Regions from separate parts of the Mus musculus genome. Here regions 1, 2, 3, 4 and 5 are each linked to region 6. A link is a contact called in public HiCAR-type and promoter capture Hi-C data. All regions are on one chromosome and are shown on one strand. Each heading gives the region's core, a stretch centred on a gene start, on an enhancer-like site or on the middle of the called end of the contact. The rest is flanking DNA. Distances are from core to core; before and after follow the strand shown.

Evidence for each region. Promoter capture Hi-C pulls out the DNA fragments that hold promoters and counts their contacts. HiCAR-type assays count read pairs that join an accessible place to other places.
Region 1: a contact with region 6 is called in a HiCAR-type map of astrocytes, with 11 times the contacts expected there. The contact joins the promoter of Zfp182 here to the promoter of Wdr44 in region 6. A contact is called at or near these places in 1 of 39 promoter capture datasets (erythroid cells) and 1 of 115 datasets of contacts at active chromatin or transcription factors (astrocytes).
Region 2: a promoter capture Hi-C map of pre-B cells shows a contact between it and region 6, with 6 times the contacts expected there. The contact joins the promoter of Araf here to the promoter of Wdr44 in region 6. A contact is called at or near these places in 2 of 39 promoter capture datasets (frontonasal cranial neural crest and pre-B cells).
Region 3: a promoter capture Hi-C map of pre-B cells shows a contact between it and region 6. The contact joins the promoter of Syn1 here to the promoter of Wdr44 in region 6. A contact is called at or near these places in 2 of 39 promoter capture datasets (cranial neural crest and pre-B cells).
Region 4: a contact with region 6 is called in a HiCAR-type map of astrocytes, with 10 times the contacts expected there. The contact joins the promoter of Zfp300 here to the promoter of Wdr44 in region 6. A contact is called at or near these places in 2 of 39 promoter capture datasets (cranial neural crest and hippocampal neurons) and 1 of 115 datasets of contacts at active chromatin or transcription factors (astrocytes).
Region 5: a contact with region 6 is called in a promoter capture Hi-C map of erythroid cells, with 43 times the contacts expected there. The contact joins the promoter of Uxt here to the promoter of Wdr44 in region 6. A contact is called at or near these places in 5 of 39 promoter capture datasets (the HPC-7 cell line, cranial neural crest, erythroid cells and 2 more) and 1 of 115 datasets of contacts at active chromatin or transcription factors (astrocytes).

Annotation. Positions count from the first base shown.
Region 1 is chrX:21,060,647-21,065,079 of GRCm38.p6, reverse strand. Zfp182 (zinc finger protein 182) reads left to right here and starts at 3,042. Exons shown (of 5, transcript NM_001013387.2): 1 at 3,042-3,186.
Region 2 is chrX:20,846,565-20,851,111 of GRCm38.p6, reverse strand. Araf (Araf proto-oncogene, serine/threonine kinase) reads right to left here and starts at 2,569. Exons shown (of 16, transcript NM_009703.2): 1 at 2,493-2,569; 2 at 1,030-1,185; 3 at 764-867. The coding sequence starts at 1,125.
Region 3 is chrX:20,918,977-20,923,622 of GRCm38.p6, reverse strand. It overlaps Syn1 (synapsin I), which reads left to right and starts at 2,705. Exons shown (of 13, transcript NM_013680.4): 1 at 2,705-3,210. The coding sequence starts at 2,834.
Region 4 is chrX:21,087,547-21,091,856 of GRCm38.p6, reverse strand. Zfp300 (zinc finger protein 300) reads left to right here and starts at 2,628. Exons shown (of 5, transcript NM_001358840.1): 1 at 2,628-2,851; 2 at 3,277-3,335. The coding sequence starts at 3,321.
Region 5 is chrX:20,960,690-20,965,321 of GRCm38.p6, reverse strand. It overlaps Uxt (ubiquitously expressed prefoldin like chaperone), which reads left to right and starts at 3,344. Exons shown (of 7, transcript NM_013840.3): 1 at 3,344-3,388; 2 at 3,536-3,642. The coding sequence starts at 3,545. A230072C01Rik (RIKEN cDNA A230072C01 gene) reads right to left here and starts at 3,646. Exons shown (of 6, transcript NR_027445.1): 1 at 3,610-3,646; 2 at 3,344-3,472; 3 at 2,665-2,785.
Region 6 is chrX:23,689,899-23,694,754 of GRCm38.p6, reverse strand. It overlaps Wdr44 (WD repeat domain 44), which reads right to left and starts at 1,704. Exons shown (of 21, transcript NM_001305675.1): 1 at 1,486-1,704; 2 at 1,216-1,330. The coding sequence starts at 1,292.

The sequences.
Region 1 (4,433 bases), core at 1,793-4,292, 2.6 Mb after region 6:
ATTTCTAAAAACATTTATTATTTATTTATGTATGCATATGTGAGAAGGGTACAGAGAGCAAATATGAATGTGAATCACTTCACAATGTCAGAGTCCTCACAAACGAGTCCACTCCCAAAGGCACACCTCTGAAAACTGCTACATTTAAGACCAAGCTTTTCAACAAGCTTTGTGGGGACTTTAAATATCTAAACCAGCCATTTCTCTCCTCTGTCACATATCCTCTTTCAATCTCGTCACTTTGCTGCTCACTCATCTTCAAGCCATCACTTTTTGTTCCTCTCTGTGCTCCTTCATTCCAAATTTTGCCCATAATTCACTGTTCTTCAATACTTTTGCCAGTCCCAGGTGTTCTCTTTGCCCCCATTCAAGTTCTCTCAGATGAAATGCTTATATAATCAGATACCTCCCAGAAATTCTCTAGAATAATAAAGATATAAAGGGTAGTATTGAGTGGAAGTTATGGATCCCACTTTGAGAACTTGTAACCTTGGGCAAGTACTGATCTTTGGAACAGTTCCATTATCTAACAGATGGGAGCAAGGAGACTGTTGTATTGATTTGAGGCAGTTCAATATGTACTTCACAAAGTGTATGGCACACAAGACACATTTATTTCACTTCCTGTGCCTGTTGCCAGAACCTCTACACTGACCTTCTAGTTCTTTTAAATTATGTTCTTCACCAAACTAGCCTCCAATATATTTCTTACTTGCAAGTTTCCCTTTTTACTACAAAGTTATATAGAAGCAGTAGTTCATAGGCCATAGCCATGCAGGGATTGTAAATCCACACACTTTTTTTGAATTATTCAAAAAACTGTAACTTTCTCCCCCCTTTTTCTTCTACCATTTTTATAACACTTCGGGATTTCCCCACACCCCAACTTTCTGGGCTTCCTATTCTTTATTCTAAAGTCTCTCTTCTCACCATGTGACTGCTTGTCTGCCTTCATACCAGCTTAAAACAGCCTTTTCTGGAAAAAAAGAGTGTGTTTGTGTGTGTGTGTGTATGATTTTATTTAAATGATTATTGAAATCACTTAGCACCTCTATGTAGTAGATATTGTTCCTCTACAATTTTCAACTCATTTGTCACCACCACCTTAATCATGCAGAAATTGTTATGAGGAAACAGGACAGCGAAATTAAGGGTGTAACCTATGTCACACAGCCAGCTGGAGTGCTTTGGTCCTACCAAGATCAAAATCTTGAATAAGGTGAAAAGACCATCAGAACCAGTGCTAATTAAAACAATGTTAGTGAAAGAAGATATGTCAGGTTGGTCACCTAGTGAAGTGAATGTCCCTGTCCTGGATGAGTACCTAAGGACATTTATATACATATAGAATATTATATGCATGTGGGTACAATGAAAACACATTTATTAGAGCTATTGTATAATAGCTCATAGTGTACTGCTATACTTAGGCATACTAGTAAAAGTGAAAGCCAATAATGTACAAAAAAAAATCAGAGAGGGAAATCAGGTGAGGAGAAACTCTTCAAGTACTGTTCTTTAGAAGGTGTGGTTTACCTCACATTTGACCGGAATAAGCAGGTGGCGGCAGCAGCAGGTAGCTCCTTAAGTGGTATAGTCTTTGTAGGCTTCTGGTATGTGGACCCTTAGCTCTACAAGCATAAGCACTAATCACAGCCGAATGCTTTAGACAACCCTAGCCTTGCCTTTTAGCATCAATCATAGCTTTTGAGACTCTTGCCTCTTTAGGACCAGTCACAGCAGTCCCTGGGCTGGGCCAGCTGGGGGAAAATATTCCCCTTCAAGTTGCAGGATGTTCTTGAGTTCTCCAAGTTTTGTGGTAGCAAAAGCTGTGGTACAAACGTGGGCAGTGGTGGCGCTCGCCTTTAATCCCAGCACTTGGGAGGCAGAGGCAGGCGGATTTCTGAGTTCGAGGCCAGCCTAGTCTACAGAGTGAGTTCCAAGAAGGACAGCCAGGACTACACAGAAAAACCCTGTCTCGAAAAACAACAAAACAAAACAAAGCTGTGGTAAAAACTCCCAACTAAGCCATTTCGAGGTTGTGCTGCCACCTGCTGCAGCCATCACTTGCCACCAAACAGGGAGAAAAAAAAAATTGCCAAAGACCAGTGACTGAAAATCTTTTACCCTGCCCACTAATCCTGTCTGGGAAAAGGCCCCCAGCCAGCTGTTGGGTAACACGAAGAGGTGAGGGTTTTATTTGGGCTATCCTGCACCATTTTAAAAGAATAGTTTTTTATTGAATACACTGCAGGGGTGCAGTGAAGTGGGCGGTAACTAACTGCTTGTAGATTTATATGTAATTTTAAGCTCGGTATACAATGTTAGGTTGCTCCGTCTGTTTTAATAAATAAAATATGATGCCCTGTCTCTGGTTTAGAAAGTCCTATACCATGTAGTCAATAACCACACCTTCTCATTCCCAGCACAATGACTGCTTTCTCTGGAAAGGTGAAGGCATTGTCAGCCACCACTTAAAACACTACTTTTCCCACTGTGTGGCCCTCTATGGCAGTAAATTCTTAAGTTTGTTGTTTGAATTGTCTTATGGTCCTTTAGATACTAAAATGCAAACTCCCAGTACTAGACAAAAGGATGGAGCCAAGGCTTTTCCCTAAACTGGTATTCAAATCACTTAAAGAGGTCGCAGGCCTGCATTGTCTTGTTAATTACACCTGTACCCTGTGGCTACTCTCTGAATTCACCACAGGAATTCGTCCTTGTTTTAATAATTTTCTTAATTGGACCCTCCCATTTTCTGCTGTATCAAAAAAAAATGGCGCCTGACGTCCTTAGAAACTGCTAATTTCTGCAAAACAAACACCAGCTTTGTCAGGAGACTCGGGAGTATAAAAGAAACAGTGGATGCCGTTTGTTTTTTTTGTTTTTTGTTTTTTTTTTCCTAATCGGTGACATCACCGACGCGGCCCACTACCCTCTGCGCCTGCGTTGAGCCTGGTCGCCTTTGCGCGCCATGTTGACTATTGGCGGATGCTGTCTCAAAGGCAAACCTGAGCATGCGTAGAACAAACCGCTGTCCTAAGTTTAGGCGACAGAGACAGCTAGTTGGTCCGATGCGGAAGTGCTTTTCCAGGCCGTTTACGGAAAGGTCTACTCAACACCCTGCAAAAAATCTGGTTGAGTAAAGATGAGGGTCTGTGTTAGACTGGGGTCGCGAGCTGAGTGGTGGGTAGTTCTAAGTGGAGGGAGGTTCGGGTATGTCATTGATGCGAGAGACTGGGAGATGGGATGATGGGGGCTTGAGAGATGAGTAAACGGGGGTCTGCGGACTTAATAGTGGACAAAGTTATGAGGCTAGTTAGGATTAAGTGAGTCGTACTAAACTTTAGCTTTTACACATTTTCTAGCACAGTGATCCCCTCTTTAGATGCGCCCCCTTGTTTCCGTCTTCCAGTGTACAGCTCGCAGGAATCATGGGGAAGAGTGCTGGATTAAATCAGCATTTAAAGACTTCTTTACAGCACCTGAGCTAAACAGCCCCAGTGAGGGAGGTGAGAGAAAAAGGAAAACAAGCAGACAAAAAACGTCATCTGTAGAGCCTTAGCGGCCTTTGGACATTTGGAGGTCTGAGGAGGGATAGACAGGTACCATTTGAATAATAGGTAGAGGCTTATGTTTTAGAGTGTAATAAATAGCATTTGAGTTAAGAATTAACTTGAGGCCGGGCGGTGGTGGCACACGCCTTTAATCCCAGCGCTTGGGAGGCAGAGGCAGGTGGATTTCTGAGTTCGAAGCCAGCCTGGTCTACAGAGTGAGTTCCAGGACAGCTAGGAGAAACCCTGTCTCGAAAAACCTAAATAAATAAAGAAATAAAGAATTAACTTGAAAATAGAGAAGAAAATAGGAGCTAATTTTCCCTTATTTAAATGTCCATTCTTAGACATTCAAGAGCTATATATCACTTAATAGTTAACATTTAATTTATATATTTAAAATGTATGCCTGCAGTTTTATATATCTTATTTAGAAATTTAATTTGGCTTAAGATATTTTTCTGAAACAGTTTTCTAAACTTTGAGTTACAAAATATGTAGATAATACGTGTGTAGTTCCATACATTTTTTAACAACTATAGAGCATTTCATCCTGAATTTCTATTTATTATCATATTACACATTTTCTATGATTGCTTTAGTTTGGCATTATTAAAATCTGTTCTATGTATCTCAGTGGTATAGTACTGGCTTAGCATGCACAGAGCCCTAGGAATAGATTCTATCAGTACTACAAGGAATTGTTGCTGCTGATGTGGTGGCACACTCCATTAATTCTAGTACTTGGGAGTTAAAAGCCAGCCAGGGCTACACAGAGAGATCCTGTCTCAAAACAAAACAAAACAAAAAACAAACAAGCAAACAAAAACCAAACAAAACAAAAAACTTAGAGTTGTCCATACTCTTCCAGAGAGTGGC
Region 2 (4,547 bases), core at 1,320-3,819, 2.8 Mb after region 6:
AAAAATAAAGTTAGTCACTATTTTTACTCCCACTTTACACATGAGGAAACAGGCTCAAGCAATTAGGTGAATTGCCCAAGCGCTAGGCTAACAGGTATACCCACCACTCCCAGATTTAATCCATGATCTTAAGCATGTGGTGAGAGGCAAATGAAACTACATCTCAGGCGTAGTAAGCCAGCACCTGAGACACTGAAACAGGTAAAATGAAAACAGGAACTCCATCCAAAACATTAAGGCACCAAGGAACACAAGAATAGAAAGGTCAGGCAGGCGTGGTGGCGCACACCTTTAATCCCAGCACTCGGGAGGCAGAGGCAAGTGGATTTCTGAGTTCGAGGCCAGCCTGGTCTACAAAGTGAGTTCCAGGACAGCCAGGGCTATACAGAGAAACCCTGTCTCAAAAAAAAAAAAAAAAAAAAACAAACAAAACAAACAAACAAACAAACAAAGAATAGAAAGGTCAATGAAGACCACCAACTCCATGGTGTATGGGGACCATGAGAAAAGAAAGAGCTTGTGACTTCAAGAAATGGTGAAAGAACAAAACAGATGAACTCTGGAAGGTGACAGACTGAGGACTTGAGGGCTGAGTGCATAGTGAATTGCAGACCTTCCAATGGTCAATGAAGGGAAACGAAAGATGTCACCTGGGTTACCTCAGATAGTGGAAGACTCCAAGACAAATGAGGAGGAATAAGATGGCACTGAAGAAAGGAGGTGTGTAGGGACCCAGTGAATGGCATGGGGTTTCCATACTTACCCTTTGATGAGCCTGTAGACCACACAGCAGTCCTGGTTGAGACCCCGCACCTTCAGGGCCTTGTCCAAAGAGTCATAGACACTCATGCCTTCCCGGACAGTCACCTGTGTGTGTGTGTGTGTAGAGATTGGGGTCTTCAGTATCCAATAGGTACCCTAGCCAATTATTCCTTCCCTCTGCAGCATTCATTCCCTAACCCTCGCCACCCTTCTGATCCCACACTACGACTATCTGGAACCCCTGCCAGTACTGCCTGAGTGACTCACCACTGTGCGTTGCTTGTTAGGCAGGTACACTTTGACAGTGCCAACTGCCCGAGATGGCTCAGCCCCACTAACAGGAGGGCCTCGTGGTGGTTCCATGTTGCCTAAGATTGTTTTCAAGATGGGCTGAGGTAGGACTGGGCAGCTGCCATAGGCCTCCTAGCAGAGGACAGAGGAGAAATTCAGAGGTCTAGTAATGACAGCCTGAAAGCAGAGTGGCAGAGGACATATAAAATTCCATCTCCAAGTTCCCACTGTTCCCTAAATCCCACTTTTTATGAACCAGCCCAATGATACTAACCCTTCTCTGCTGAGAATCTCCTATTGCTTATGTCATAGTTGAGTACCAAGATCTGAGACTCACTGCAGTGAGGAGACAGTGCACACGGTTCTGGACAGTGCAGAACACATGACTCTCTAGAGATTAATGGGGAAGCCATTATGTACTGCACTGAAAAATCACAGGTCTCAGGCACACAATGGAAATAAACAGGCTGTCTTAGCTTCAGAGAATGGGTAATCAGACACAGACAGGGGACAGGAAAATGGAGGATCATCAGACCTTGTTTTTAGATTGAAGGAAATGAAGACAGTACCAATGACCTTAAAAGGCACTGTGGGTATTCCAGAGCATAAGCTATAAGGCTAATGGTAGAATCAAAGGTACTGTCAGGTAGCTAATAGAGGTCACCAGACCCTCTAGAGTCCACAGAGGTTCGCCATACCCTAGACTAAAGAGAGATGTAATAAGAGTCACTACAGACTGTGAAAAACAGCTGGATAACAGACCACATTACACACTAAATCAAATGCAGTGGCAATGATGGCTCATCAGAAAACACTATCAAGAGGAAAGGCAAAGGAAGACAATGGTATCCAGATGAAGAAGATGGAGGTGAGGTTGGGGGAAGGGTTTCCAAAAACTGTACCTGATAACTACTGGGGGTCACAAACAGATTACTGGTGTAAACGCACTGTGAAATCATGGAAAGGGATTAGGGTGAACTAGGGATAATGAGGTAATCGTCAGACATCTTCCTAGGTGGCGTAGAATATGAAGGGCAATAAGGAACCATGGGAGAGAGCTGCATCTCCTGGACGTCGTGAGGAAACGTCATTAGACATTTTAAGGGGTTTAAGAATTCACCTTGGAATTTCGCACCCAAGCCCCAGACCCCAGACCCAATTTGGCTCCGTCCCGCCCTCCCCAAGGGCTTCAAGCTCTGTGCAGGTGCACTGCCACGCGCAGCAAGCGAAACCACCACTGCAGCCTGCAGGCCGACTCCTCCATCCACTCCCACGGTCGATGACGACGGTCTCGCCCTGGTCAAACCACTCCTTTGGTTCCGGGCGGGAGAACGCTGAGATTCAGACGGAAGCATCTTGGAGCTGAGCTTTCGGTCTGGACTTCATACCCGGGTCCCGCAGCCGCTCCAAAACCCGAACCCTACCGGGCCTGCCCTCACCTGTCACACCGCTACCACCACCACCGCCTCCATCTTGGGCTTGTCTTCTTGTTTCCTCTCAGTCCACCGCCACCGTCCCTAGGCTTTTTGCTATTGGCTCGCTGTGACTCGTCTCTCCATTCTTATTGGAGGATGATCATGCCCATCAAGACAGGGCCAGCGGAATGTGGGTCGTGTTCCGGATTAGGAGGGGTGGGCTCAAATGGCTGTCTCTAGGGCAAATTCGCCTGTCCTGATTGGCGCGCAGGCGCAGTCAGGGCGACTACTGCGTTTTAAGGACTTTAACCCTAACCGTGCTATAGAATAAAGAAGCTTGTCTTTTTTTGGTGTGCGTGTCAGAGGCACGACTCCATTTCAGTTTTGTATTTTCTGGCCATTTAAGACTGATCTGAGCAAGAGAAACCCTTAAATGCAATTTGGCCAGTAGTGTAAAGCACATTTTAAAGGACTATTCATATATCTTAATTTGATGGTCTTTAAAACAGGGTGGACTCAGACTAAATGATGTTCAGTATTTACCAGCTCTAAGAAACTGTAGTCATAACTTTTGCTAATTAGCGGATCCGTGCTGGAGGTCTGGCTCTAGGGAGGGAGGAAAGGGGTTGAGGAATTTGAAAGACAGACCACAGCTGGCTAGGTGAAGAAGGGAGTGTTGTTCTGGAATGCAATCCTGTGGCAGCCATTTGTGGACATATTTTAGGATGAATATAATTCTTAAACTGAATTTACCCAGGCATCAGAATAAGAAAAGGCACAGACACACACATGTGTATGTACCTACATTCTTTTTTTGGAGCATTTCCTTCAGAAAACTTTTATTTTCTCTGTCTATTGGAGATAGATAGATAGATAGATAGATAGATAAATCTTCCTTAAAAGCTTAGTTCTAGGGTTGTAGCTCAACAAGAGAATGAACCACAAAGCCCTGAGTTAAATTCTCAGCACCCTGCCCCTCCCCAAAGAGTATGGCAGTCTCTTGCCAGTTTTACAACCACAGAAAATTTTCCTAAAGGCCTTGAAACCATCTCTTTCAAATGTAACAACACCCCTATCTCCCTGTCTGATGCAAACTTCCTCTATGTGTCCAGCTCAAAGTTGTTCCTTCTTTCTTCTAAGATATGAGTCTTGGTTTTCCTTTGGATATAGTTAAGTAACAGATGGCCACCCTGACTACTAGATGAATTTAAGAGAAACTCTGTGTCCCAAATGGTACCGTCACGTTTTCTTACTTCAAAACGAGCTAGTAGTTATTTTGAGAACCTGTATGTAATGGGCTGAGTCTGTTGGTTCTATAAAAAGATAAGATTTCTTTCTTTAAGTTCTTTGCAAAAACAGGACAAGAAATAATTTGAAAATCAATCAATCATGAATCCAACAACATCATTTCTAAGTGTTTACTCTAGAGAAATGAAAACATATACCCACATGGTATGCTGGTAAATGTTAACAACCAGCTTTTCAAAAAGAAAACAATTGTAATTTGTAACATTTGTCAGTTGTGGTATAAAGATTCCTACAGTGGATGTTTCAAACTACCAATATGACATCACTGAACCAGAATTAAGAAAGGCCCTAAATTGGCTATGGTGAGCCAACCACAGCCCATTACATATCCACACTAAAACATGTATGCACATATTCAGATTAGCTTTATTCATATTAGGAAATGTAAAAACTAAAAACAAAAAAATACTAGAAACAGCCTTGGTATCCAACAAAAGAATAGACCATGAACTATGACAACGTCACATAATAGAACACTCAGCAATCACAACTATAGAACAGCATAGATGAATTTCCTAGACCTAAGTTTAAAAGAAGGAAAAAAAACCAGGAACTAAAGAGTAATACTATAGTTTTCATTACTATAGTTTTCAATGGAATTCTAAGCCAGGAAAAACCAGTTTATAGTGAAAGAAATCAAACTAGCTACCATTTGGGGAAAGAGTAAAGAGAATATTACTATGGTGTGGATGTGGTCTGTTCTTGTCAAAATTCATGGTGGAATTTTGGTAGCCAGTGCATGGATACTGATAGGTGGGGCCTTTCAGGGGA
Region 3 (4,646 bases), core at 1,456-3,955, 2.8 Mb after region 6:
TTAAAACATTAAGAAATACCCATATGCAGGAAGTTCCTTATTTGAATTGCCAGAGAGTATCCTGCAAAGAAAGAAGGATTAGGGGGCTGGAGAGATGGCTCAGCAGTTAAAAGAGCACTGACTGCTCTTCCGAAGGTCCTGAGTTCAAATCCCAGCAACCATATAGTGGCTCACAACCATCTGTAATGAGATTGGATGCCCTCTTCTGGTGCGTCTGAAGATAGCTACAGTGTACTTACATCTAATAAATAAATAAATCTTTAAAAAGAAAAAGAAGAAAGAAAGAAGGATTAGGCAAGCAAAGGCTAATTCTACTGAGACTGGAACTCACTAGGATAGAGGAGGAATTATGAGGATGGCTTGGAAATATTGAACTTAGGAACCCTAAGAACCTAGGGAGAAAGGGATGGAAAAAGGTGAAGTGGAGGCATGGTTTCTGGAGACAAAATGAGCAGGCAGGTTTCTGATGGGGCTACAGCACTTGCAAAAGCACAGAGGTTATGCCTCTCCTTCCTCATTTAAAGATTAAAAAAAAAAAACTTTCAGAAAGATTAACTCACTTTCCCAACCATATTGTGGAGGCTGGTCTTGAACTAAGCTATGTGACTCCAGATACCACACTATTATTGCTGTGTTTAACAAACTGTTGATTTCATAAATAAGGAATGAGCAAGTGGCCAGAGTTGGTAATGAACACCGGGAATCTCATTAATGTAGGGGCTGAGACCAGGCTAACTTGGGCTGCACAGCAAGATCTGGTTTTAAAAGAAATGAATAAGTAGGTGATTCTAAAATCTTTCAGGCAAGAAACTTCTGCCACTTGTTCCACTGTCATTGCTCACTGGGGTCAATGATGTACCCAATCATTTTGGCCCTATTCCTTACTAAAATCTCACTCCAGTTTGTTGTGAAGACACTGGCACTAGCTGTTTCATCTTCCTGCCTCATATACCAATCACAGCAAACATTATTCTTGGGAGATTATTTGAAGTTCATAAATTCTCCTAATTCCTAATTTGCAAAGTAGAAATATTATCTGTAGATCAGATTGTTGGATAAGCCAAGGTACATTTAAACAAATAACTATGCATTTGCAATTTTGTTATAGCCAGACTCTTACAAGTTGACATAATGGCTTCTACATCTTATTACTGCCTGAATTACTGTTTTAGGTCTATTGCTGTGAAGAGGTACCATCACCAAGGCAGTTCTCATTAAAAAAAAAAAAACATTTAATTGGGAGCTTTCTTACAGTTTCAGAGATGAGTAAATTATTACCATAATCAGGAGTGTTGTGGCAGACACAGGCTTGATGCTGGAGCCATAGCTGAGAGCTATATGCTGATCCACAGACAACAGACACAGACAGACAGACAGACAGACAGACAGACAGACTGACTGGCTGGCTGGCTGGCTGGCTGGCTGGCTCTGGGCTTGGCATGGACTTTTGAACCCCCAAAACCCACCCCAGTGACGTGCTTTCTCCAACAAGGCCACACATTCTAATCCTTTTAATCTTTCCAAACAGCACCAGTCCCTGGTGACTAAGCATTCAAATATATGAGCCTTCTTATTCAGACCACCAAAATTACTTTATTTTTCCACATGAAAGTATTATGTGGCTTCCTGTCTGCAAAGAGGAAGACATCCATGAACACTAATGACACTGGGTTTGGGCTATGTCCGGAGCAGAGGAATGAGGCCATGTAGACTAAATATGTGCATGTGGAGGAGGCTGAAAACACATCAGAGCTAGCGCTGCAGGAAATGCTTCTGCATTGCATACCCAGAGTTTCCTTGCTCATCTGGGAGTCTGTGTTTTTCCTAGATGTGTGCACTTGTGTGAGATTCTCTGGGTGTGAGTCAAAGTGTTATCTGAATGTGTAATGTGTGCTCAATATGCTCATGTGTGTTACCCTGAGCTTCTGTGTCTACATATATACCTGGATGCCTGTGTGTTCTGTGATGTACATATATATTCTGTCTTTCCTTCCTTTTCTATTTGTGTTATTCCATGTGTTCTTTCAGATTCTCACCACCAAGGGCAAGGATATGTTAACTACCCAAGTGTCCACCTCCGCCTGTCTGGTGATGTTTACGCCACCCCCGTGCTCTTTTCTTTGCCCGACAGAGTTGTTATAGGAGATGTCTCCCCGGGAACACTGCAGGAAGGAGAATTTCTACATTTATGTTCCCCTCTGAGTGTGCTTCTATCCCCAAAATGCCTTCAAAGGTGAAAATCAACACTGGAAACCCAAGTATCTGGGAAGGGCAAGAGTGTGTAAGTGCAAGTTAGCCTAAGGAATAGGAAGAGGTTGGTAAACAGGGTAGGATCGTGGGAGGGAGTTTCGTTACTACAGGTCCGGACCCTCAGGACAAGAACCCCACCCCCACTCCCCAAATTGCGCATCCCCCGCCCCCATCAGAGGGGGAGGGGAAGAGGTTGCGGCGCGGCGCATGCGCACTGTCGGATTCAGCACCGCGGTCAGAGCCTTCGCCTCCGCTGCCGGCGCGCACCACCACCTCCCCAGCACCAAAGGCTGACTGACGTCACTCACTAGCCCTCCCCAAACTCCCCTTCCTCGCCGCCTTGGTCGCGTCCATGCTGCCGTGAGTCCAGTCGGACCGCACCACGAGAGGTGCAAGATAGGGAGGTGCGGGCGCGACCATACGCTCTGCGGCGGCAGAGCCTCGGCGCTGCCTCAGTCTGCAGCGGGCAGCAGAGGAGTCGCGTCGTGCCAGAGAGCACCGCCGTGCTCCTGAGCCCCTCGCGCTCCGCCCCCGCGGCCCACAGACCCACTGCCCCTTGGATCCCCTGCCCCACGCCGCCACCATGAACTACCTGCGGCGCCGCCTGTCGGACAGCAACTTCATGGCCAATCTGCCGAATGGGTACATGACAGACCTGCAGCGCCCGCAACCGCCCCCGCCGCCTCCCTCGGCCGCCAGCCCTGGGGCCACGCCCGGCTCCGCGACAGCCTCTGCCGAGAGGGCCTCCACAGCTGCTCCAGTGGCTTCTCCAGCAGCCCCTAGTCCTGGGTCCTCGGGGGGCGGCGGCTTCTTCTCGTCGCTGTCTAACGCGGTCAAGCAAACCACAGCAGCCGCAGCCGCCACCTTCAGCGAGCAGGTGGGCGGTGGCTCTGGGGGCGCAGGCCGCGGGGGCGCCGCCGCCAGGGTGCTGCTGGTCATCGACGAACCGCACACCGACTGGTAAGCCGCTGTTGCGCCTCCTCGAGGGCCTGGGTACCCAGATGTTTCTACAGTGAATGAGCTATTATCGAGCGCCACTTGTGCGCCTGATATCTGGCCCCCTCGCCCAGTTCCTTCCTTTTAATGATTTGTGCTCAGCTCTCCCTTTAAGCCCCACTTTTACCTCCCCCAAACTAAAATGGGTACAAGGAGCAATTATCTGTTGCCTCTTCTTATTACTCATTCCCAAAAGCTTTTGGCTTCAATATATGCAGAAAGCTTTCAAGGGCCAAATGTGCCCTACCTCCTCTGTCCAGCTCTTGCCTGGAAGGTCTCATTCCCTAATGAGTCTTGTAAGCATTAGCACCTGCATTATACCTCACTGCAGAGCCCTTCCCTGGAAGTCTTTGGCTCTAAGGACTTCCTTGAGCATGTTTTGAGAGCCTGATTCACGCAGTTACCCTCACCCCTTGCCCAAAGGCCATCTCTCTAATGGATCTTGTGAACGTGTATCCAATTGATGCTATATGTCCCACCCCAGAGCCCTCATCAAAGACCTTTCAAACTTGTCTGTAAGCAGTGATTGAATGTGTCTGTTGTGTATTCCACCTCATTTTCTCATCACAAGCTCTGACTCTAATGGATCCTATGAACCTTGACTGAATGCCAAGTCCAGGTACGTGCTCTGAAGGGACCCATTTTCTCTGAAGGATCTAAGAGGCATTAAATGCTTAACATGTACTATTCCTAAACCTGCCTCAAACAAATCATTTTCCAAGCATGAATTCTGTGAGGGTTTTCAAGCTTTCTATGTGTGACTCATTACCAGTCTCTCCTCAATGACCTTTTCCTATAATGACTCTACAAGACATTTATTGAGTGCTTTCTGAATCTCCTGTTCTCCAGACACTTTTCCAAAGGTCTTTGGTGGATCCATTCAATATTGATTAGTTCCCTAAAATGAGAGCCTTGTCAAAAGATCCTTTCCTTTCAGCAAGTGTCTGTTGAATGTCAGCTATATACCCCACTCCCAATCCTCTATCTAATGATTTGTCCTTTAGGGGCTTCCATCACCATATACTGAGCACCTTTTACATGACCCAGCCAAAGACCTCTCCACAAAGGTCTGTGATAAGAGTTAATCCAATACTCAAACATCTAGCAGTTGCTGTGGGCACCATTTGGGTCACTTTTGCCAAAGGCTTTTTTGTTTCACCCTTCTTTAGAGCATTTATGGAACACTTGGTCTACATAGGCCTTCTCCACAAACATCTTTCTTGGATAAAAGGAGAGTTGTGCTTGCCTAGATCAAGTTTCTGCATTCCCTTCCCCTTTCCATTCGGGGCTTTTCCTCCAAGAGGGCATTTATCAAATAATTCCTAGCCTTCCTCATCAAAGGTCATTTGTGAATAAATTCAGTGAACACTAATTTCTCATCCACCCTGTACTCCAGTCTG
Region 4 (4,310 bases), core at 1,379-3,878, 2.6 Mb after region 6:
AAAAATATTTTTTAAAATGGATAACATAGTAAGTTTCATGTTATATGTGTTTTTTTTTCAAATAAAAAAGTTTGCCTTTTCCCCAGGCATCCTCATTAGAGTGACATTATCTTTAAACCCTGCATAATAAATAATCCCTGGCTCTTCACCATGGTGCTCAAGGAAGTCAGGGAGAGCTAGAAATCCAACTTCTTTCTTAAAACCATCCAGGTTTTTGGATGTTTATCCTAAATGCTTCATTGTGGGAACAAACAATGTAGACTCCAAGCAAATTTGGAAGGAAGATTGTGCTACTAATAGACAAGAACACCACGTTATACAAGGTATTTGGAAGAGAAGCCAACTCTGGAGAAACAGTTTCCTTATATTCAGGGTAAAGTGGGTTTTGTGTTCACTAAGGAGGCAGTGCTCTTTATATACAAAGTGCTTTAAATCCCTAATCTATTTTTTCATTCTCATTTCTTACAAGGCACCCATAAATGTTGCTACTGTTTGTCTGCACAGTGGTTATGGGACTGTTGCTTCAGTGCCACATTTTATCATAGATGGGCACAAGTGGGTCCTGACTGGGGACACCGAGTATAGCTTCCCACTTACTAAAAAGATCTAGGCCTTCTGCCTTTGTGGGTCATTTTCCTGTAGCTACTTCCACTAACACCACTTCTGCTGTTGCTGGAGGAGTCAGATAAGGATACAACACTTGGTCTCTAATCATCAAAAAATAAGCAACTCATTTGACCTTATGTGAGAAACATGGAAATAAAGGCTTACTTGTCTTTAAATGTTTCTTTGGGTTTTGTGTGGGGACTCCAAAGCAAAACTCTTTACATGGTACAAATGTGAGCTGCCACTGAATTATGGACCCAGATCCTCTCCCCTTGCACAGTTTTCATATGAGGTAGTAAATGTGAACACGGGCCATGAATGAACAGTTAGTAACAGTGCAACTGAAATGGGTATGAATTAGTGTGATTGGCAGAGTGGGAAGAAGTGAGAATCATGAGAGCATAGCAAGCTGAAATGCTGTTGAAAATGTCACTCAGCTTGAGTCTTGTGCTCCTGGAAAGCAGGGATGAAGCTCCCTATCTGTTTCCTTTTGTGGTCCAGTAAAAGGCTAACTCTCCAGGTCCCTGTCTTTTCTGGCTCTGGCTGCCACAACAACATGCCAGCATAAACACTAGGAAGTTGCTTTCTCATAGTTCAGGGAGCTGGGAAAGGCAACGTCAGCTGATTTGGTTTGGGGTAAAAGTTGTCTTTCTTGTTTACAAATAGCTGTGTATTACTGCATTGTCATGTGACTTGATTTATGTGTGAACAAAAAATAAGTAAACTCTTATGTGTCTTTTATTAGTCCACCAATTCCATTGGAGCAGGGTTCACCCTAACAACATTATCTAATTCTAATTACTTTCCAAAGACTACATTCCAAATAATAGTGCATTGGTTTGGGGAGGATACACAAATCCATAGCACTCCCCGTGCCTTTTCCATATTCTGAAATAAGACCCAAGTCATCCATGCTCATGGCTCAAGGATGACTGCTCTATTGATGTGTCTTTATAAAAACCCTAACCCTAACCCTTCTTCCTTGTCTTTAGTATATTTTTCATTAATAAAAAATGTCTCTATTGCAATAGCCATGAAAAAGAATCACTTAGTTGACCCTTACATGTTACGTCGGCTTTCACGTGGTAAAATGATAATGCAGTGTCTGCAGTCTAAAGCTGGATCAGTCTCCTGTTGGTTCCTCCATGACTGTAGAAGACCCTGAGATGGGTTCCATAGGACCCAGAGCCTGGCATAGGCACTTTCCCAAATCTCTCTGCCACATGTTTCCAGGAATGTGGGTATGCGGGGTTGGGGGTGAGGTGTCACAGTCAGGACTTTGTGGACTCTCCTCCTCATCTCTAAGCCACAACAACGTTGCCTGCGTTTTTGTCTCCAATTTTCCTTGCACCTGAGTTTACCAGCGTCACTTTCTTCAGTATCCCTTTCTCTGAGCACAGACTCTTACTGCCCTTAGATTTGCATACGTCAGCATCCTGGTATTTCCCATACAGAGGATCATACCAATCTGAGTCTTCTTCACAGCTAGCCTAAATAAAATATGCCTACCTCTCTAGTGGTATTTCCTTGAAAGAACTACCAACTCCATGATTTCTCCCCGTGTCCATAATGGTGCTGCTCTTTAGAGGAACGCATTGTTCTCTGCTCTGATTCTCTTTTACCCCATATAGTTCCCAGGAAGGGTAGCAGCGTTCCAGATCTTCCCTCACCCAATCCCGTCTCCTCTTGGTATCTCCCTGCCCAGGGGTCGGGGTGGGGATACGGAGCTGGGGTTGTAGCCCTTAGCTCTAAAGGTCGCCCGTCTTAGTGTGCCTCTGTCCAAGTGTTCAAATTCCTCAAAAAAATCTCATCTCCTTTAAACATTGAGGCAGATTTTTTTCTCCGCTGTACGAAACGGCAAAAGTTATAAAGATGTCTGCTCCCTTAAAAACACGGCTTATTGGCGCATCCATTTTTCCTGCCTGCAAATTCAATCCTTGTGGTAATCAAAATATTTTAGGTCCGCTAGCGCTGACAGCTTCAGGAAGGGCTACTGCGCATGCGCAAGTTTAGTGCTCGCAGTAACTAAGGCGGGGAAAAGGACTAAAAAGTGGTTATCTCAGGAAGTTATGACTGATACGGGAAATATAAAAGAGACTTTGCCGGCATAAGAATTCAGATTTTAAGATCGGAGAAGAGAGTGAAGGAGTGCAGAGTTCATTCAGAGCGGAAGTGAGCAGGCTGGCACTCTGCAGGCGGAGTGAGACAGACAAGTGCAAACACACTGCAAACACGAATTTACTCGGTGAGTACTTGGGGAGGGGCTCAAAAATGAGAATTGAAAATGTGGGCGGGAGGCTGCAGGCTGAGTGATGGAGATCCCTTAAATGAGTGATCTGTAGAGGCTTTGATGGAGGCGGGTAGTGAAGTGAATGATGGGAATATTTGGGGTTTGTAATGAGCGTGCAGTAGAGTGATAGGGTCAGTAGTGTAAGTGATGTTGAGCTCTGTGGAGTATTGCAGTTGCCTATGAGGACCCTGATAGAGCTGTGTTGTTGGATAATGAGGATCTGCGAGGGAAAACAAATTCCCTTTCGCATTTTTCTTAGCTATATACCGTGGCCATTTTACCTGCTGGCATTTGTGAATTTCTGGCATGGTGATTTGGTGAACTTTCAGTCTGCGTATCCTTGCCATCTGAAACTCTTTTTTTCTTCTCCCTCTCAACAGTTCTGCCTTTTTAGGCCTTTGGCTTCTCTCCACAACAGTCAGTCATGACTGAGTCCCAGGTAAGTTCTTATTTGCTTCTCCCAGTTATCCTCTGCCCATATTAGGATAGAAGCAATATGGTCTAGTGGTTAAGACTATAGAATCTGCAGCTAAATTGCTCTTAACAGCATTATGAGCTTACCAAAGCTCTCTGTGCCTTAATTTTCTTAACTGTAAAATGGGAATGGTTAAGATAATAACGATAATATCTACCTTGTATGGTGATTGTGAAGGTCAATTGAATTAATATATGTTTAGAACAATGCTTTGATACATATATAATAAACTTTATATGTGAGTATATGAATTATTGCATTATTATTTATTCTATAAGGCCGATACATATAAACACAAACTTTAAGGATATAGAACAAGACCAGCACAAGAGTGTGAGTGTGTCATAGGATTTTATATTTTATGTTAAAATACAGTTAATTTTCTGAGCTTTCTGTAAGCCATAACATAAGAGGAATGAAACATATTCACTTGTATCTCATTATTAAAGAAACAGTAAGCCACTTCCACGGGTGCACAAACTTCCTAGTGTTGGTCAGACAGTCCTCTGATGGGTCCTTCAAGTCCTTATTAGAAAACACAAGGCTAATATTGCTCTGTTGTAACTTAAATTATTTTCCTGTCAACCAAAGGTGTCTTGCTAAAACAAAACTAAAAAGGATGTGACTGTTCAGGAAAGCCAAGCCAAGCCTACAACAAATATGTCCTGGACTACATGTGAATAAAAACTTGATGACCAAGAAGACTATATAAGCCATATGTCCTTCATATTCTTTTCCAGAATGTTTTTCATTTTTATGATCTAGAAGGAAACCTTGAGAAATTCAGAGGGTTGTCCATTTACTTTTAGCCTCAAAATTCATAACATCTCTGAATATTTTACATTTTTTTCTTTTCTGCTCTTCTTTAACAAGTCTACTATTTCATCTTCTTTTTTCTTCATACAAAAGCAGCATAGGACCAAAAATTCAAACTTCTTT
Region 5 (4,632 bases), core at 2,095-4,594, 2.7 Mb after region 6:
GTATTCTATTCCCTTTCTACTCAAAATCTATTCTATGCCTCTTTCCTACCTTCTCTAAGGACAGCAGCAATCATTGATATGCCTCAGTTTGTATTTTTGAAGTTCCAAAAATCAAGTCCAGGGCATCATGCAAGCTAGGTAAACATTCTACCACTAAGTTATGGCCTCAACCCTTTAATTTATAAACATATTACCATGCTAGTATCATTTTCATCGCTGTGACTAGACTTAACAAAAGAACAAATGAGGAAGGACTTTTTTATGATCACAAAGTTTTAGACATCCTAGCCGGGTGTGGTGGCGTACACCTTTAATCCTAGACTCGGGAGACTGAGGCAGACAGATTTGTGAGTTCGAGGCCAGCCTGGTCTACAAAGTTGAGTTCCAGGACAGCCAGGGCTATACAGAGAAATCCTGTCTCAGAAAACCAAAAAAAAAAAAAAAAATTTCAGATATCGCATTTCCAAGATCAGCTTGGTTGGGGTCTTTTTTTTTCCCCCCTTTTAGGCCTCTTAGCAGGGCAGAAAGTAATGGCAGAAGGACATCATGGAGAAAAGCCACTTATCTCATGGCAGCCAAAAAACAGAAAAAAATGGATATAGGAATATATGTGTGTGTGTGTGTGTGTGTGTGTGTGTGTGTGTTTGTTTATAAACACACACACACACACATGCCCTTGGGGTGTTACTTCATCCAAGTAGGCTCCATTTCTTATGAGCAATTCAGCTATAAACTTATCAATGAATTAATCCATTGAAGAAGTCATCATGATCAATCACTTCTCAATATTGTCACCTGCGATGGATCAACCATAACGCATATGAGCCTTTAGAGAAGACATCTCGTATATAAATAATAACAATGACCCTAATGTCTGCCAGTTTTCAGTTTTCACACCATCTCCTATGTCTTTCTCTTTGTTTTATAAGAATATTTCTCGCTGGGCAGTGGTGGCACATGCCTTTAATCCCAGCCCTTGGGAGGCAGAGGCAGGCGGATTTCTAAGTTCAAGGCCAGCCTGGTCTACAAAGTGAGTTCCAGGACAGCCAGGACTACACAGAGAAACCCTGTCTCGAAAAACCAAAAAAAAAAAAAAATTCTCATTGGTTTGGGGCCATTTGTTTAACTCAGAATGACCCCCCACCTCAAGATCCTTAATTATATATGTAAAATTTTTTCAAACATATTCTGTGGCTATATATCTAGACATCATTCTACCCGTTAAACACAGACGTTTGCAAACAGATTAAGTTTGACTTGGTGCCTTACATCTGCAATGCCAGAAGTTGAAAGGCTAGGGTAAAAGATTTTAAGTTCAAGGCCAGCATGGACTAGACAGTGAATTCAATGCCAGCCTGGCTATATGACAAGACTCTAACTGAAAAATAAAGCTGTAGATAAATATTAAATTGGGCCCATACCTTATTACATATATCCATACTCTAGATGGACCAAGATTGAAGTGTGAAAATGAAACCCTGGTTATATTTCTTTCTAGTCTGGACATGGGGAAAGCAGTCCAGACTATGTGTAACTGTGCTACACAGTCAGACACCTCAGAGGAACACAATGAGTTGATATATGTAAAATGCTCAGAACTATGTATGGAAGGGGTAAATGTTTGATGAATAGTGATCACATCTGCTCTTATTCAAAATAGCAATGGTCATGCCCAACAGTGTAAATCGTGAGACAATGCTCCCTTCCTGCAGCTTTCACATTCTTCCCACTTTGCCTTCTATTCTCTAAGACTTAGAATAATATAGGTGATTATTACTTTCTACCACCTTGAGCAGCTCTACCACAGCAACAGACACATTCCTTGCAGTTGAACCAGTTATGAATCTTCTTTAGTAACTACCTCCCATTGTAAAAAAGAAGTTTGCTATCTCTATGTCAGGAACAGCAGTAACCTACAAGCCGCCGTGCAGAGTGAACTCAGGCTGTCAGACTGGTTAGCACCGTTTAACCAGTGAGCCATTTGGATAACCTAAAAGTATCTTTTAAATTAAAGAAAAATTACATGAAATATGTTAATAAACTTAACAGACCCAACTCTAGTCTATCTAAACTGTTCTCCTTAGCAAATAAAGATTAACTAATATTATATAGCTTCCTAATATCTGCTTTAAGCACATCAAATTTACTTTTAAATACATGTAACATCAAATTTTGGTTTTGGTTTGGGGGACAAGGTTTCTCTGTAGCCCTCATCATGGACTGCATGCCACCAAGCAGAAATTCATTCAAGATAAATTTCTTAAAATTTGTCTCCATTTAAACATTTTTATGTGCTCTTATTCATTCCCTTTATGGAGGGTGAAAACCAAACAATGTGTGCAACATATATTTTTTTCAAACAGATCCCCACAGGATATACTGCCTTCCTTATAGATTAGTACCATAATCCTTGCTGGTCTATAGGCACTCTTGTGCTTTTAAAATTATTAAATGCTTAAGTGGTCTCAGTGAGTTCTTTTGGTTTTGATTTGGTTTGTTTGTTTTAAAGAGAATATGAAATTGGAGGAAAATGTGGTAGGAGGAGTCTAGGAGGAGTTGGAGGGAAAAGGGAGTGGAGATGATGAAAATATATTGCATACATCTATGAAACTCTCAAAGAATAGAAATGTTTCTAAAAGAAAAAAATAGGGACTATATAGATACCTCAGTAGTTAAGAGCACTGGCCAGTCTTATAGAGGACCCAGGTTCGATTCCCATTACCCACATGGTGCACACAAACTGTTGGTTGCTCCAGTTCCAGGGAATCCCACAACTTCTTCTGGCCTTTGTGGGCAATGCACGCATGTAGTCCATAAACATGCAGACAAAACACATAAAATAGGAAAACAAATGTAAGAGTAAGGAGGGGGGAATACAGAAATGGCTCATCAGTTAAAAACACATAAAACTTGCAGAGAATGTAAACTCCATTATCAGCACCCACATCATGGTAGCTCACAACTGCCTATAAGTTCAGTACCAACGCGCGCGCGCACACACACACACACTTCAAATTACTAATTATAAACACTTAACTCCCTCTCCCTACCTTCCTGTAAGTCCACCCTCCCTCAGAACCCGCCAAATCTCATTGAACGTCACCCAAACCAGTCTCCCGCCAGCTCGCGACGATCCGCCTGCTGGCAGACCGCGGCGTGCCAGGCCCATCTAGATCCATAGGATCCTGCTACCTCCAAGGATTCACTCAGGCCCCGCCTGCAGCCCTTCCCCTAAGTGCATCTTCCCACACGCCGGACCGCCCCTCCCATCGATTTGGTTGGCTCCCTTGCTGGAAATTACATCATCCATCCGCGCCACCCGGAAGCCGCGGCTCATACTAACAGTTATTGCCGGTGGCCCTACGGTAAACGCCGTACTCCTGTACCGGTGAGTGAACGAGTTCCAAAATCGGGTTGGGCAGAAGCAACTCCGTAGCTCGAGCCGAAAGAAGTCATCCCCAACGTTGAGTGGCTGGAGAGAATTTTGTGAAGTTTAAATAGAGCGCTCAACGTGCCCCCCCCTTTACTCCCCCAGGTGCCCGTCATGGCGACGCCCCCGAAACGGCGGGCCTTGGATACGGTGGGGGAGAAAGTGCTGCGGTACGAGACCTTTATCAGTGACGTACTGCAGCGAGACTTGCAGTGAGTGACAACGTGGGAGGCGTGACGTTTGAGAAATTTCACGTGGTGGGTGGGACAGAATGCCGACCAAACTTTCGGATTGGCCGCCCAGACTTCTGGGAATAGGGTTGACTTCTGGGCTGAGATGTGGTTGGAACTTGTCCCTTTAGCAGAGCTCTGACCTTGTTTGTTGGTTTAAAATAGTCATTCCGAACACAGGGTGTTTCTGACTAGGCCATTTAACCAATATTTATGAACAAGTTGTACCTTACTTCACCTTTGTGAACTTTATTCATCTGTGAAATGGAAAAGTTTATTAGGCCTTCTTAACGTGGTGTTTGAGTTTTAAATGTGTCAACTCCGGCACTTGGGAGCCAGAAGCAGGAGGATCTTTGTAAAGCTGAGAACCAGTCTGGGCTACAGACTAACTTTCTCAAAGGGAGAAAAAAATAGAATAAAGCCAGGCTCAAGCTCCATGGTGTGTGCCACTTCTAGTGGAGAGATGGGAAAATTCACTTGTTTAGCCAGGATTACAAGCCAGCCTTGAAAATAGAACAATATTCTATTTTAAAAAAAATCCAGTGTGGTGACACAGGCCTGCAATTGCTGTACTTGGGATAGTGTCAGGAGCAGGATGACCCAGAGTTGAAGGTGATCTTCACCTACATTCGAGGTTGTGTATAGCCTGGGCTTTGAGATTATGTCTCAAAACAAGCAAACTAGGGCCAGCAAGATGGCTTGCCTCCAACCCCATGCCCTAAGTTAGATCTCTGGGACCCACATGGTGGAAGAAAGAAAGACTCCCAAAAACCTGACCTCTGACCTCCAGGTATGTATCATGGCACCCATACATGTACACAAAATAAACACATAAATGCAAGTAAGAACACATTTTAAAAATGCAGATAAACCCCACTATTATTATATTGAGGCTGAGAGGAAAGAATTGTTTGGTGTGTTTACAAATTCAATACTTAGCCTGAGAAACTCAGATATTGTCTTGGGTAATAA
Region 6 (4,856 bases), core at 455-2,954:
GCTTCCTGGAAACACACACATTAGTAATCTACCAACATACATTTCTTTCTGATCTTGTTGTTATAACTTTGGGAAATATAGCGTATACAATACATAGCAGATTTTTGAAATCCCTTCTAAAATATACTTGTCACTTTATTTCTATCCACGGGGTAACTCTAAAAACTAAGAGTTCAACTCTGAGCATCATACACGAACACACCCATTTTATCATTTAATTTTCAAATTCTTATAGTTGGAGACTACATTTCAGTGCTTCTAGTTACAGACACATCAGGAGAAGAGTTTGTGAAATAATTGTAAACTGTGTTTCCACTCTGAAACGTGAAGGGGAGTAAAATAAGTTAAGTCCAAATCCTGGTCAGCGACGCTTTCCTACTAGTGAACTTCCTACTCAGAGCTAGCCATATTAATCACCAGTAAAACATCTTGCAAAATGAGAGAAAGGGCAGCAAGCTAGGCTCTCCTTCCAAGGACCTTATTACTCAGCACTTGTTTGTAGATCTGTACTCGGCTGTGTACATTTATGTCCGGCTGCCCTTTCAGACCACAGCATTCTCCCTAATGCTAAGGATCTTGTCTACAATTTCCTCTGGCACACAGTAAAGTGCTATTTCAGTAAAACACAGCTGATGTTGAACTCATGCGCAGGCTGGAGAACCTCCTTAAATAAATACCTGCCTTCCCCCCCCCCCCCCCCGCTTCTTTTTTTATGTAAAAGAAAAGGTGAGTGGCAAATAGGGTCGAGTTACAGTCACTTTGGAAATGAATAGGAGAGAGAGAGAGAGAGAGAGAGAGAGAGAGAGAGAGAGAGAGAGAGAGAAGCCGGGGAAGTTCAATTTGTCCTGCTACCGCTCCTTTTGGTCCCCGAGGGCCAAAACAGATGTTGGAAAGGTAAGCTTTGAACCCCGCAAATACAAATCGCTGCCTCTGAGGCACAAATGCCATCCGCTCAAGGGCTGGCTAAGACAAGAAAGGGGTCCGAAAGAGTCCCCAAACCGCTCACTAGGGAAAAGGGTGAAGGAGGATTCCCTCTCCCTCTTCCAACTCATCCTGCCCTAAGAAGTCCCAGGTCTGGGTTCTGAGGTGTCCAAGTGAGACTAAGAGGAACAGCGGTGACGGACACAGACGGACTGGGGAAGGGAGTAGAGGGAGATGCGGGAGAAGCAGGAGACTAGGATGCCCGAGCTCTGGGCCCGAGCTTCTGGTACTTACCCTACAGGATAGCCGGTCCCCAGGTGCACATCTTCAGGGGCATCATAGAATTCTTCGGTGTCGCTTTCCGACGCCATTTATAGGACACACCCGCGGGTGAGGGGGCCGGCTCCGCCTAGAGAAAGGGTGATTCTGAGCGTCTCCTCCTCGTCAGTTAAGAGTGTGGAGAGGTGGGTCCCCGGGCGACACTGAGGAGGGCACAGATGACGTGGAGTGAGAAGTCAACCCGGGACCGGGGACCACCCTCAGTTGCTGGGCTAAGGGGATGACCTGCAGAGCGACTGCCTGAGGTGGCTGCAGTGGGTCTGGGACAGTGGCCGGCGACCCGGGCGCTAGGTGTATGGAGAGCGCTAGAGAAGAGGCTGTGGCGCTTCTCCGTCCCGGAGAGCAGGCAGCGGGCGTGCCAGCGACAGCAGCTCCAATTTCTCCCGCAGCGGCAATTACAGTTGCAGGGAAAGCTACTAGCCCGCAAAATACCGACGCGCACCTAACCTCGCGAGATTTCGCGGCCGGCCGGTAAAGCGTGGGCGGGGCGGAGAGGTGGCGGGGGGCGGTCCCAGAGAGGCAATCTTATGATTACTAATGCGGGAGCAGCCTGTCAAAATGGCGCAAGCGTGTTGAGGGCGTTTAGGAGAGGCCGGAAGTAGTGGGAATAAGGGCGGTGTCTAGCCTGCGGTGGGGTGGAGTCTGGGACCTGCGCAGGAGCAGCTGTCTGCCAAAACTCCGAGGCACGCCCGACTTCGGTGCAGTTTCCTTAGACGTTTATTTACTGATTCTGCTAACTGCAGTTCAAAAGAAGCATTTTGAGAGGGATGATTTTGAGTCTCTTCCGTTCATCCTGAGAGAGTTCTGTGGGCATTTTGGGATTGTATATTACTTAGTCGTTTCAGCCAAGTCTAAAATATACCGCCTTAGGGTTTTGGCACTTTTAGCATCTTTAGTCTGTAGGAATAGATCTGTCTTATTCACTTGCTATAAGATCCCTAATTGAGATCCCTACATATGATCCAGATGGCCAAGGGGCAAAGTCCATAAGAAAGAGATAGCTGGGGTGTGTCCCATTTCCCAAGAGTAATGGTGGATTTATTGCTGGAGCTGAGCCATCATAAGAACTGCAACTTTTCTCAATAGTTAACTGTCGTCGCAGCCCATGATGTGAGAGAAACTATATACTGCCCAAGATGTATCACATAACAGTGCAGGCAGGGGAGTTATAGATCCTTTGGAAAGTATAACTTTTGTCAAGAATTACTACTAGATTTTATGTTTTTTAAATGTTTTAACTTAAAGAGTGGATTTATGGTCCTTACTACAAAATAAACTGGTGAGATGATACGGCTTTATTGACGTTTTCTACAGTGTTTACAGTGATTAAAACATCACATTTTACTACCCCAAATATAAACAATTATTTGACAATTAAAAATAAGCTAATTATACTGGGTACAGTGATGCATGCCATCCATACTAGCATTTGAGAGGTGGAGGCAGAAAGATCAGTATTCCAAAGTCATCTTAAGCTATATGAGTTTGAGTGCAGCCTGTGTTACCTAAGAACCTGTTCAAAAAAAAAAAAAAAAAAAAAGAACAAAGGTTCATCTCAAATTAAAATTTTTTGTTCACTATACTATGGAAGAAAGCCTTTTTTGTTTTGATTCATGAAAATTTATCAAAATATATTGTTATATGAAAACATATAACCATATAAATTTAGAAATTTATTTTCTACCTAATTACTTACTAGTGAACCTATACATTTCTTAAAATATTTTGGTTTATTGTAAAGGTATCACCTGTTTGAATATTAAAGAAAAATATTTTGATGTTGAGTTACTATGTGTGGTATATGCAGCAATTTTATGAACATGTATTATTTGGTGTCATGCAGCATCCCAAAATGCTGAAGACAGTTTGAATATGAAGAAGGCAACTTTGTTACTGTCTTACACAAGCTCACAGACTAGTGCTGAAGTTTTATTTGAATTTTTATTTCAATATTCTAGGCCAATTCTCTTGGAGTGTTTAAGGTAAGTTAAACATTAATTTCTCAGTTGAGAAAAGGTCAAAATGGGTAGTAGGAATGATAAGCCAATGACATCTTAGAGCTATTATGGCTGTCTATTTAAGTGCTTTTATAACACATGGAAGTTAATTGCCGGGAGCAATAAAACATACCCTAACCTTCATCATTTTTGAAAAAGTTAAAGATGTGTTTATTTTCCCTGAGTATCTGTTTCTGAGTTTTAAAGCATTAAGCTCAAAGCAATGGTTTTGTAAAGTTTTCATTATAAATGAGCCCAATAATCAAATTTAATTTTGCAGGAAAGTTCATATATATATTAAATGCTCTTTTTAAAGCAAGGATGGTTGAAGTCCCTGTTTTATTGGCCTTCTCTGACCCTTTCATAAGGTTCTGTAAAACAAACATAAGAAAAAGGTAAAACTATTGTTTTCCTATTTAGGGGTCAACAAACTGGTCCTTGCTGCTTTTAAAAATATCAAATTATATATATATATATATATATATATATATATATATATATATACATATGTATGTATGTATATATGTATACATATATGTGTATGTATATATGTGTACGTGTATATGCATATATATACATGCTTGCTGTTTCCCTAGCAGAGTTTAGCAGTTGGAATGTTGATTGTGTGGCTTGCAAATTTACTATTATAGACATTACAATTTTTTTTTGTACTCTGGTCTATACAATAGTATTTTGAGGGCCACCTCATAACTGAAAGTACCCTTAAATTGATTATTTGAATTCATTCCACTAAAATCATAAGACCTCACAAAATCTTATGCATAATGAAAATTATGAGAAAATATTTTCCCATTTGGCTGATTCCCAATGGCTAGAAGAACTACTCAGTCCTAAGGCTAAGGTTGGTTTAAGGGAAATCTTTCTGCTTAGCTGTCATCCTTCTCTATACAGCAATAATTCTACTCTAAAGGGAAGAAGTCACCATTACCATATGGAACAGCTTGGTGTGGGTGTTTTCTCTCCTTTTAACAGGGATCATATAAACTGTCAGTATCCCTCCAGCTAGTATTATGACAACCCTGGCAGTAGTCGGTCAGAACATCAGGAATCCAAGCAACTCATAATTCATGTAGCCTTTTCTTGTAAGCAAGCAAGACAGTGATAACTCAGGGAAAAAATGCATAGAGGATTAGATTATTGGAGATACGATGTAGATGTGAAAAGATTTGATATTGCTATTTATGAGATATTTTTATGGGTTTTGAAGTAGCAGAATCCATTAAGAACATGTTCTCAAATTATTGAGAACTTGTCAGGGACAAGATAACATTTGGTAATCATTGACTCTAAATTATCTGTTGGGAAGGTCAGTTGTGTTATAACTGTAATACTAGGTATTTAAAAAAATGTTCCTATTTGGCCTTGAAATCTTTATATCATTTTCACCCTTCAGTGTGCCTTTAAAATTATACTTTGTGTTAGCATGAGAATGAATTTTAAAACTAGTAGTAACTAAAATAAAAAGTCTAGAAATGTATTGACATAGGAGAAACAGCCTGCAAGTCAAATGTGTTATTTTATAATAGAATATTATGTAGTCATGAATTTTTATTCAGGACTCTGAAAGAAAGCAAATTA